Linked DNA regions of Mus musculus: all the other regions are linked to region 2. A link is a contact called in public HiChIP or PLAC-seq data. All regions are on one chromosome and are shown on one strand. The core of a region is the stretch at or near the end of the contact, and the rest is flanking DNA. Distances in the headings are between cores, read along the strand shown. Region 1 holds the start of Hoxb13 (homeobox B13). Region 2 holds the start of 4833417C18Rik (RIKEN cDNA 4833417C18 gene). Region 3 holds the start of Ttll6 (tubulin tyrosine ligase-like family, member 6).

Region 1 (3,009 bases), core at 227-2,726, 340 kb after region 2:
CTTGATGTAGAATAGAAAAGTTCAAATTTTCTGCCGGGGTGAGGGGAAACCTGAGAGAAAACTAGAAGACACAAAGGGATTTCATGTGAAAGTGATACAGGAAAGAAACAAAAAACAAAAAACAAACCAACTTTAAGGGCAGATTTGTGAAACAAGCCATTTGAATCTACAGCACAATAGGCCCCAACAGAGGGCCTCGGACAATTCTAGCAGTTGGGGTAGTTCACTCTCTCTCTCCTCCTCTTTAACTTCCAAGGAAATTTAAAGAGGCAGCTAGGGGGTCCTGAGCTTTCTAGTCCCTCAGTCCTGTGGAAGTGTGCTGGGGCCAGGGTTCGGTTCCTGGACTTTCCGGCCTAGAGAGCGGCACCAAAGAGCAGAAAGGCCCCCACACAGACCAAGCTCCTGCAATCTTGGGACCCAGGATCCCCACAGGTGGGGATGGCCACGAAACCAGCCTTGGCTCCCCCAGACTGCAGATTCCAGAAAAAGGGATACAATCTTGACCCCCCCTTCCCATTTGTGATGTTTCAACCTCTCCCTCTCTCCCTCTCCCTTTTTTCCTCTCTTCCTTTCTCCTCCCTCTCTGCCTACCCCCCCCCCCCCCGCCAGCCTTCCTTTTCCACACCGAGTCTATTCCTTCAAGTAAAGCCCCTGTACGCCTGTGTCTCTTGGTCTCTTTCTCCACCCTTAAACGGAAATCCAGACCCCCTTCCCAGACATTGGCTCTATTTCCCCTTCAGATCCGGACACTGCGTTCCCTGAGCCAAGCACTGCACGTTTTCAACGTTCCTTCGTGTCCCCCGCCCCTTGGCTCCGCCTCATCCCCATTGGGGCCTCCGGGCTTTCAGTGTTGTGACTAGGCAGGGTCCTTGGGGGACAGACCTGGAAGGCACTTGCCTGGGCGCAGTGTATTAGGGACAGAAAGGATATCTACAATGAGCTACGGTGGCTAGTACCCAGCCTCCAAGCACAGAGCTCCCTGACGCCTACAGTTCTCATTCCCATCTCAGAAGCATTCCCGGGTTCTCCTTTGAGGCAGCCCGAAGTGGCCTCCCAGCCCTTCCCCCGACTCCCCTCATCCCCAGGAGATGGACACTTTATTGGGAGAGCTTTTTATTCTCTCGTTAAACCTGCCAAAGCGCAGAAGACTGGGAGCCAGGAAGAGAGAGAGAGAGAGAGAGAGAGAGAGAGAGCGCAGGCAGAGACCCGAGACAGCAGGCAGAAGCAGAGACACATATAGAGACAGAGACACAGAACACATACAGATAAAGACAGAGACACACATACAAAAAGAAAAAGAGACAGGCGGAGAGGAAGAGAAGGGAAGAGAGGAGGCGGAGCCGGGCTCCCCGTCCCTTCTCCCCCTGCAATTTCTGCGGGAGGATTTTATGAGCCTCTCTCCCCCAGGCCACAGCCAATCAGCGCTCATGCCCGGGCTCTTGCGTCTCTTGCGTCAAGACGGCCCAGCCAGGCGAATGCAGGCGCCGTTCGAGCTGGGAGCGATTTAAAACGCTTAGGATTCCCTGGGCCTGGGTGGGGAGAGACAGCTTGCTGCCCCCTAGAACCCTCACCCTCGGCTCCCCATGAGCCGATCATTGGCTCCATGGAGCCCGGCAATTATGCCACCTTGGACGGGGCCAAGGATATCGAAGGCTTGCTGGGAGCTGGAGGGGGTCGGAATCTAGTCTCCCACTCCTCCCCACTGGCTAGCCATCCCGCGGCTCCAACGCTGATGCCAACTGTCAACTATGCCCCCCTGGATCTGCCAGGCTCTGCAGAGCCACCAAAGCAGTGCCACCCTTGTCCTGGGGTGCCTCAGGGGGCATCTCCAGCTCCTGTGCCTTATGGCTACTTTGGAGGCGGGTACTACTCTTGCCGAGTATCCAGGAGCTCCCTGAAACCCTGTGCCCAGACGGCCGCCCTGGCTACCTACCCTTCGGAAACTCCTGCACCTGGGGAGGAGTATCCCAGCCGTCCCACCGAGTTTGCCTTCTATCCGGGCTACCCGGGACCATACCAGCCTATGGCCAGTTACCTGGATGTGTCTGTGGTGCAGACCCTGGGAGCCCCCGGAGAGCCTCGCCACGATTCTCTGCTTCCCGTGGACAGTTACCAGCCCTGGGCCCTGGCCGGTGGCTGGAACAGCCAGATGTGTTGCCAAGGTGAACAGAACCCACCAGGTCCATTCTGGAAAGCAGCGTTTGCAGGTAAGTTCTACTCTGGCTCCCCTTGGCTCAGCATGGGCTACGCTGGCACTTGCTGGGAAGGAGGAAGAGGAGAGGAAGGGAAACTTCGGGCTGATGAGGAGGGGCCTAGGGTTCCTGGGTTATTTACTAGGACTGTGAGGGAGGGTCCAGGCAACAAGAGGGCCTCAGAGGGTCAGAATAAGGGGCCTCAGCAGGGTGCTAGCCTTCCTGACTTCTCCAGGAGGCTCTAGGACCAGTCTTTGAATATGTCGGGAGAACCTTGGATCTCTGCTGTTGATTGGGGGCAAAGAGTCCCTACCCAGCACAATCCCAGACTAATTCTGCCCAAAGGCCAAATGACATAATCCAGTGGTCTCGAGAGTGGCATTGAGAGGTGGGATCGGAGATATTGGGTGTTTCCTCGAGAATATAACCCTTTCCTTTTTTTAGGTCAATTTCGAAAGGAAAATTTAGGTTTTCTTTGACTGAGGGTGTATTGAAGGGTGTGTTCGTGAGTGTGCGTGTAAGTGTGTGTGCATGGTGTTTGTGTGTGTATGTGTGTGTTGGGTAGGGAACAGAACCCTGTTTTCTCATGTACATAATTTGCCAGTTTGGAGGAGTGGCTGAATCCGAACACGCATGTGAAAGTGGATTGTGTGATTGTGGACAAAAACCTGACAGGGTGGGTGTGTTTGCAGACTCCTGGTGTGAGGTCAGTGATGGTGGGGGTGGCCAGTAGGAGCAGAGGCTGAGTGAGTGGCTATCAGAGAATCAGGCAGAATCTAGGGCTGTGTGCTTTGAGGGAGCCGGGCCCACACATAGG
Region 2 (2,895 bases), core at 309-2,808:
GGGTTTCTCTGTGTAGCCCTAGCTGTCTTGGAACTCACTCTGTAGACCAAGCTGGCCTCGAACTCAGAAATCCGCCTGCCTCTGCCTTCCAAGTGCTGGGATTAAAGGCGTGCATATGTTGGTATGAATGTGGAAGCCAGGGTCAATGTGAGGTGTTTTCTTTCTTTCTAAAGACAGGTTCTCTCATTGGCTGGCCAATGACCCTTCTGCCTTCACTTCCCCAGCATTAGGACTACAATCCCCAGCATGCCCAGCTCTGACATGAGTTCTGTGGATGGAGCTCAGGTCCAGCATGGTTGCATGCAAGCTCTTTACCTGCTGAGCTATGCCCCTAGCACAGGTTTTGCTATTTTTCGGCAGGCAGTTTTCTTACAGGCTTTGAGAATTTATTTAGATTTATTTGCTATTTATGCATTACACATGCATATCCCTAGTCTGTGGCTTACCTTTTCTCTTAGTATGCCAGGCCCTGAGTGCCTTGCAGTTCACCATTGAGCAACAGGCCCAGATATTTTCACTCTTCTGATGGTACTTGGAGTAGCACAGTCCTCGTCTGTGCGTTTTATTCGGGCTTTGTTTAAACTGAGGTGTAGGCATTCCCCTATGTCGTCAGCCAAGCTCACCGCTTCTGTCACTTTCAGGTCAACAATTCTCTTGGGACTTTCTGCTGTGTTTAGTGTTAACAAGAATCCGATTTCATATTCTTTCCCTATAAGCAAGCACACAGCAGGATGTCAAGTAGGTCCTTTCCCCTAACTCTGTTGTGCTACCTTTTATTATTATTTAAATTTGTGACACCTTTGTTATTATAAACTATGCATAAAGGTGAGGCTGCATCTTGCTTCCCTATTCTGTTCCATCGGTATGTTTATCCATCCAGACATTATCTTAATTTCTTTAATGTACAGTTAACAAGCATCTTTATTTTCTGGTAGCGCAAGTGTGCCTCCTCTCACGTCTTGATCTTTTTGAGGTTGCGATGGTTCATTCAAACTGATCCATTCAGATGTTTTAAAGAGTGCGTGGGTTGTGTCTGCAAGAGGCATGCTTAGAGAATTAATCGGAGAGTCGGGAGAGGCTCCTTTTGGTTTCCATGGCATCCTCCCAAGGGTGAGAACCTATAGCCACCGTGCCAATCACTCTGTAGGGAGACCATAATGCGTCAGCAGGCTCCCTCGTCATTTATCCCACAGGGACGAACACAAATCCCAGATCTTAATCCAAAGAAGATACAATACTCCCTGTACATATTTTCCACCCGCGGCGCGATGCAGCTAAAGAAATCCTTAGCGATTCCTGCCCTTCTCTCGGAGAAACACCTCATGGACGGTGAGAAACTGTACTGATCGCCTGCCAGCCTGACTAAGTGACTGTTGTCTAATTGAAACACAACCTCGCTGGGTGAGCAATGCAGAACCAAAACACGGGTTTATGACCCCTAAACGCACAAGCCTCGGGGAATCGCTCTCTTGTACCCAATCAGAGGTCCCCTGGCACCACTTACCCGCCCCCCGGCCCCGTCCGGCCACTTCATTCGCGGCTCACAAAGCAATCCTACCGCGCGTTCTGCACAGCAGCCAATCAGAGGGTAGGGGGCGGGGACTCCGAGGCGCGGTGTGTGCAGCGGTACTCAGACAGGAAAGCCTCGGGATCCTTCGGGTTCTTTCGTTTTCCCTCCTGGGTAAAGTTATGTTCAGTCTTCCATCAACTCGTTTATTTTTCCGCCCGACTCGGCGCGCGTGCGCAGTGCCTCCCAGCCCAGGCTGTTCCTGAAATGTAATCGTGTTGAGACACAGGGAGGGAAGCTGAACGTCCATTCTACAGGTCAGTGCATTCCCTGCGGAGGCTCGGGTTGGTTGCTACTTCCTGCAGGCCCCAAAACAGGGATTCTAAGGCCAAAAAAAGGTTCAGTGAGGTCCCACCGAGATTTGAACTCGGATCGCTGGATTCAAAGTCCAGAGTGCTAACCATTACACCATGGGACCTGCTGGCGGCTTAAGGCGCCCGGCAGCCTTCTCAAGCCACATGACGTTGGGCAACCTTTTCTAAGCTTCGCTACACTTGGCTTGGGCCCGTGGCCGGTGGCCGCGATGGCGGGCAGACACGGAACCACCGAGATTCTCATGTCCTTACGAATTCCAAACGTTCATGGGCCCCGAGGTGTCTGTCACCTCTTCCGGTGATCCTCCAAGGGTCCCGGCTCTTGACCCCAAGTCTCGAGGGCGGCTGGTCGTCCGATCGGACCAAGTCCGGAGAAAGCCGGCTCCGGTCCCGGACTCCGGGCAGGAGGTTCGGCGCACGCAGCCTGGGCTTTCTACTTGTTTTCTGCGTTTATATCAGGAGGGCTGTGGCTAGGACGCTTTGGCCCAGCGGGGAAGGACGCGGACTGGCACGTGGTGGCACAGCCGTTCAAACCCCGGACGAAACCTGGGGTACAGACGGGGATGCTGGAGAGTGCGCCGCACGTGGATGCCGCAGCCCCTGCTCCGCGCTATGCAAATTATCTGTAGGGAGATTGGCGCTTCCAATTCAGCACTTCCCCCCGCGCTTCAAAAGGCCGGACTACCGAAACTTCTAGTGTGCCGATCCTTAGAAAAACCCAGTCAGAATTTTAACAACAGACACCCACCATTCAACACACCACGCGCACACACACACATATCCCGCAAAACAACAACAAAATCCCCACTTCTGCACTGTCTAGTCTTTCATTTTCCCTAAATGTGTTTCTGCAGGTCAGTCAACACTTTGACTCAGCAGTTCACCTTCGGAGCATTACCCTAGTGGACATCCATCTGTGCCTCGAGGCTGCTTCAAGGATGCTCTGGACTATGTATTGTTTATTATAATATAGTGAGGCTTGGCCCCATAATGATGGCTATTGTATAAGTCCTC
Region 3 (2,975 bases), core at 46-2,545, 270 kb after region 2:
GCCCTCCCAGCTTTAAGGCCTCCTTTATTTAACATGATTTCAGCAATAAACTGAAAGATAAAGATATTCATTTTTAAAAGCTTTGATCCAAAGGATGTGTATGAGCAGGGCAGGCAAGTAGATGGCAAAAGGCCTGTGGACACTAAAGGAGAGAGAGAGGCTGGCATGTGGGCACTAAAGGAGAGAGGCCTGTGGGCACTAAAGGAGAGAGAGGCTGGAGTGTGGGCATTAAAGGCGTGGAGGTTGGTGGGGAGGAGAAGGGAGGAGGTGGGAGCCTTGTGAAATGGGCCTTATGGCCATATGAGCCTTGGTGTGAGGGCTGTGATCTGAACGGGGCCAGGAAAATCTGGGTTAGGCAGAGGCAGAGGCAGAGGCTGAGGCAGAGGCAGAGGCAGAGGCAGAGGCAGAGGCAGAGGCAGAGAGGCAGAGGCAGATGGGGCAGAGGCAGAGGCAGAGAGGCAGAGAGGCAGAGGCAGAGGCAGAGGCAGAGGCAGAGAGGCAGAGGCAGAGAGGAAGAGGCAGAGGCAGAGAGGCAGAGGCAGAGGCAGAGACTGTACTCCTAAAGAACTGTGAAGGCAGAACGCTGTGTGTGTGTGTGTGTGTGTGTGTGTGTGTGTGTGTGTGGTGTGACAGAGAGAGAGAGAGAGAGAAAGAGAGAGAGAGAGAGAGAGAGAGAGAGAATGAGAGAGAGAGAGAGAGAGAGATCTCAGCAGTTAAGAGTACTAGTTTTCCAGAAGCTCTTAGTTCCATTCTCAGTATTGTTGGGAACGGACATCTGTTGATTCACAGCCGCCTGTGCATCTTATTCGTGCCTGCATCTTGCCTTGTGGGAAGTCGAATGCAGCACTGTAAGGGTTAACAGAACTCAGCCCACCTCCACTGCCCCCTCGGGACTCAGTCCCTCAGATAGAAAGGCTTGAAGCTGAGTTCTGAGGCTGTCTCCAGGCGCACTCTGACTTTAATAATAAGATTGTTTACCAGGTGGTACAGCGCATAGCAGCAGCTCGGCCTCTTTCAGAAAACCCCAGATGGCCAAAACCAAAGCTAGGGTTGGCTAGGTGAGTCCCCAAGGTCAGAGTCTTTGCCAAAGGTGGAACTAGCTCTCTCCCTGAGCGTGCACCAAGCGCGCATTTGGAGCGGGGAGCATTTTTTATAAACTACAACCAGTTGTTTGGGAACGGACATGAGCAAGGGAGGAGCGCCCCCTTCAGGTGGACCCACACAACTGCTGATCGCTCTGCCTTCTCTCCAGGGAGGACTGATGTTTCCCCAGAGCCTCCTCCAGGGCTAGGAAGATGCTACAGTGCCTGACTTCGGAAAGTGAGGAAGGGGCTGAAGAGAGGGAGGAGAGTTCCACAGAAGATCTGGAGGAGCTAAAAGAATTTGTCACCCTGGCTTTTGTGAGAGAGAACACACAAAAGAGGCTCCAGAACGCACAGCAGCATGGTAAGAAAAAGAGGAAGAAAAAAAGGTTAGTATTGAAAAACGAGGAGTTTCGGGGCGTGTGTGTGTGTGTGTGTGTGTGTGTGTGTGTGTGTGTGTGTGGTGTCGGTGTTGATAAGAGCAGGAAGGGCCCAAGGGAAGAAGGTCTTGGCTGATGAGAGGAAAAGGGGACACAGGGCTTGTCTCCTCTGGCTCACACCAATTTCAGTGTTCTGTTTTATGGCATCCCATAATAGTGTGCATAACCTCGAATCACACCTTGTACTTTTCCTTCTATTTGTGTTTGCAATGCCTTTTAAAGACTGGGTGGAGAGGGAGCTCCTTGCTGAAGGAGCAAGGAAAAAATTTCCCTTCCTAAGCGCAAGCTCCCGTGTGTCCTGGGAATTTCACATACTTGCAGTGTAACAGGACCACAGTGACTTGCCAGCCCCGGCGGCTGGCAGCTGCAGCTTGCGCATTCCGTTTCTGGGTTAATACTCTGCTTTGCCTTGTAAGAGAGTATTGTCTATCTTCTAAATGGCTTCCCTTAGTGGAAAGGGGGAGACAATATTTTAGTAAAAAATATGTGCCTTTTAAAATTTCTCAAACAAGCAAACAAACCCCAAAATAAATAAATAAAATAAAATTTCTGTCCCCAATGGGCTGATGGTGTAAAAGTACAGGGACCACTGGGAGTGTAGCCTAGTGTCTAGTGCCTCACTTTCAGGCAGGAGGCCCTGGGTTCAAGTCCCATCACTGACAAAATTAAAAAGGGGGTTGAGGCAATGGTGTTAACACAAAATCGCAAGCAAAGGCAATTGTAACACATGGAGTAACGGAACTGTGAGGTGCATGGCTTGGTGTGGCCACTGGGACACATGTGTCTGGCCCCAGCCCTGTGTTCTGGCCTGGGTATCTGTCTGTGTCTTGCTGTCTGCCCTTTTCTCTTTTCCAGATGATTGGTGATCAATCTATCTAACTGCCGGTATGACAGCGGTAAGTATCTCTGTTCAAGGGGTCTGTGATGGAGACTGAAGGGTGGGGAAGGGGCCAGTCCTGGGCATGCCCGAGGGTGATAAACAGGGTCTCAGAATGCTTGGAAGTCTCCTGAAAATCACAGGGGCATTGTGCACAGCCCATAGTCTTGCGTATTTACGTACATGTTTGTTGACAGGGCTTCACTGTGTAGCTCAGGCTAGCTCAAGACTCAACTATGTCAAATGCTGCCCACCCCCAGACCCCCACCTGCCTCTGTACTAGTTTATCTCACTGATTAAGCCTGGTTATGGTTAAGGATTAGTTTGCATCCAGGGTTTAATGTTTGGAGACAAGCTAGAGGACTCTTTCCTGGGAAAGGGAAGCCAGGGTGAGTCTAACACTCACCCCATGTAGCCTCAGATGTACCCTTCAATAACACTATTCCCCACACTCTTTGCTCCATCTACAAAGACATTCCAGTCCCAAGGAGCCAGCTCTCTAATTTCAATATGTGAGAAAGGGACCTCCCAGCACAGAGCTCTTTCCTGCTTCTGTCCCTTGCCAGACTTTTTTTT

The links. HiChIP or PLAC-seq counts read pairs in DNA pulled down with a chosen protein or histone mark.
Region 1: an H3K4me3 HiChIP or PLAC-seq map of embryonic limb bud shows a contact between it and region 2, with 3 times the contacts expected there. The contact joins the promoter of Hoxb13 here to the promoter of 4833417C18Rik in region 2. A contact is called at or near these places in 2 of 39 promoter capture datasets (cranial neural crest and trophoblast stem cells), 1 of 484 Hi-C or Micro-C datasets (the G1E-ER4 cell line), 5 of 115 datasets of contacts at active chromatin or transcription factors (embryonic basal ganglia, embryonic hindbrain, embryonic limb bud and 2 more) and 1 of 9 other capture datasets (adipose tissue).
Region 3: a contact with region 2 is called in an H3K4me3 HiChIP or PLAC-seq map of craniofacial prominence, with 5 times the contacts expected there. The contact joins the promoter of Ttll6 here to the promoter of 4833417C18Rik in region 2. A contact is called at or near these places in 3 of 39 promoter capture datasets (cranial neural crest, stem cell-derived epiblast-like cells and trophoblast stem cells), 19 of 115 datasets of contacts at active chromatin or transcription factors (the NIH/3T3 cell line, bone marrow-derived macrophages, craniofacial prominence and 14 more) and 2 of 9 other capture datasets (adipose tissue and pancreatic islet).

What each region holds. Positions count from the first base shown.
Region 1 is chr11:96,192,840-96,195,848 of GRCm38.p6, forward strand. It overlaps Hoxb13 (homeobox B13), which reads left to right and starts at 1,477. Exons shown (of 2, transcript NM_008267.4): 1 at 1,477-2,207. The coding sequence starts at 1,604.
Region 2 is chr11:95,857,259-95,860,153 of GRCm38.p6, forward strand. 4833417C18Rik (RIKEN cDNA 4833417C18 gene) reads left to right here and starts at 1,559. Exons shown (of 2, transcript NR_045187.1): 1 at 1,559-1,824; 2 at 2,736-2,895. Gm38959 (a long non-coding RNA gene) reads right to left here and starts at 1,193. Exons shown (of 3, transcript XR_880173.3): 1 at 447-1,193. n-TQttg6 (a tRNA gene) reads right to left here and starts at 1,985; the gene lies at 1,914-1,985.
Region 3 is chr11:96,132,491-96,135,465 of GRCm38.p6, forward strand. Ttll6 (tubulin tyrosine ligase-like family, member 6) reads left to right here and starts at 1,296. Exons shown (of 15, transcript NM_172799.4): 1 at 1,296-1,471; 2 at 2,381-2,418. The coding sequence starts at 1,296.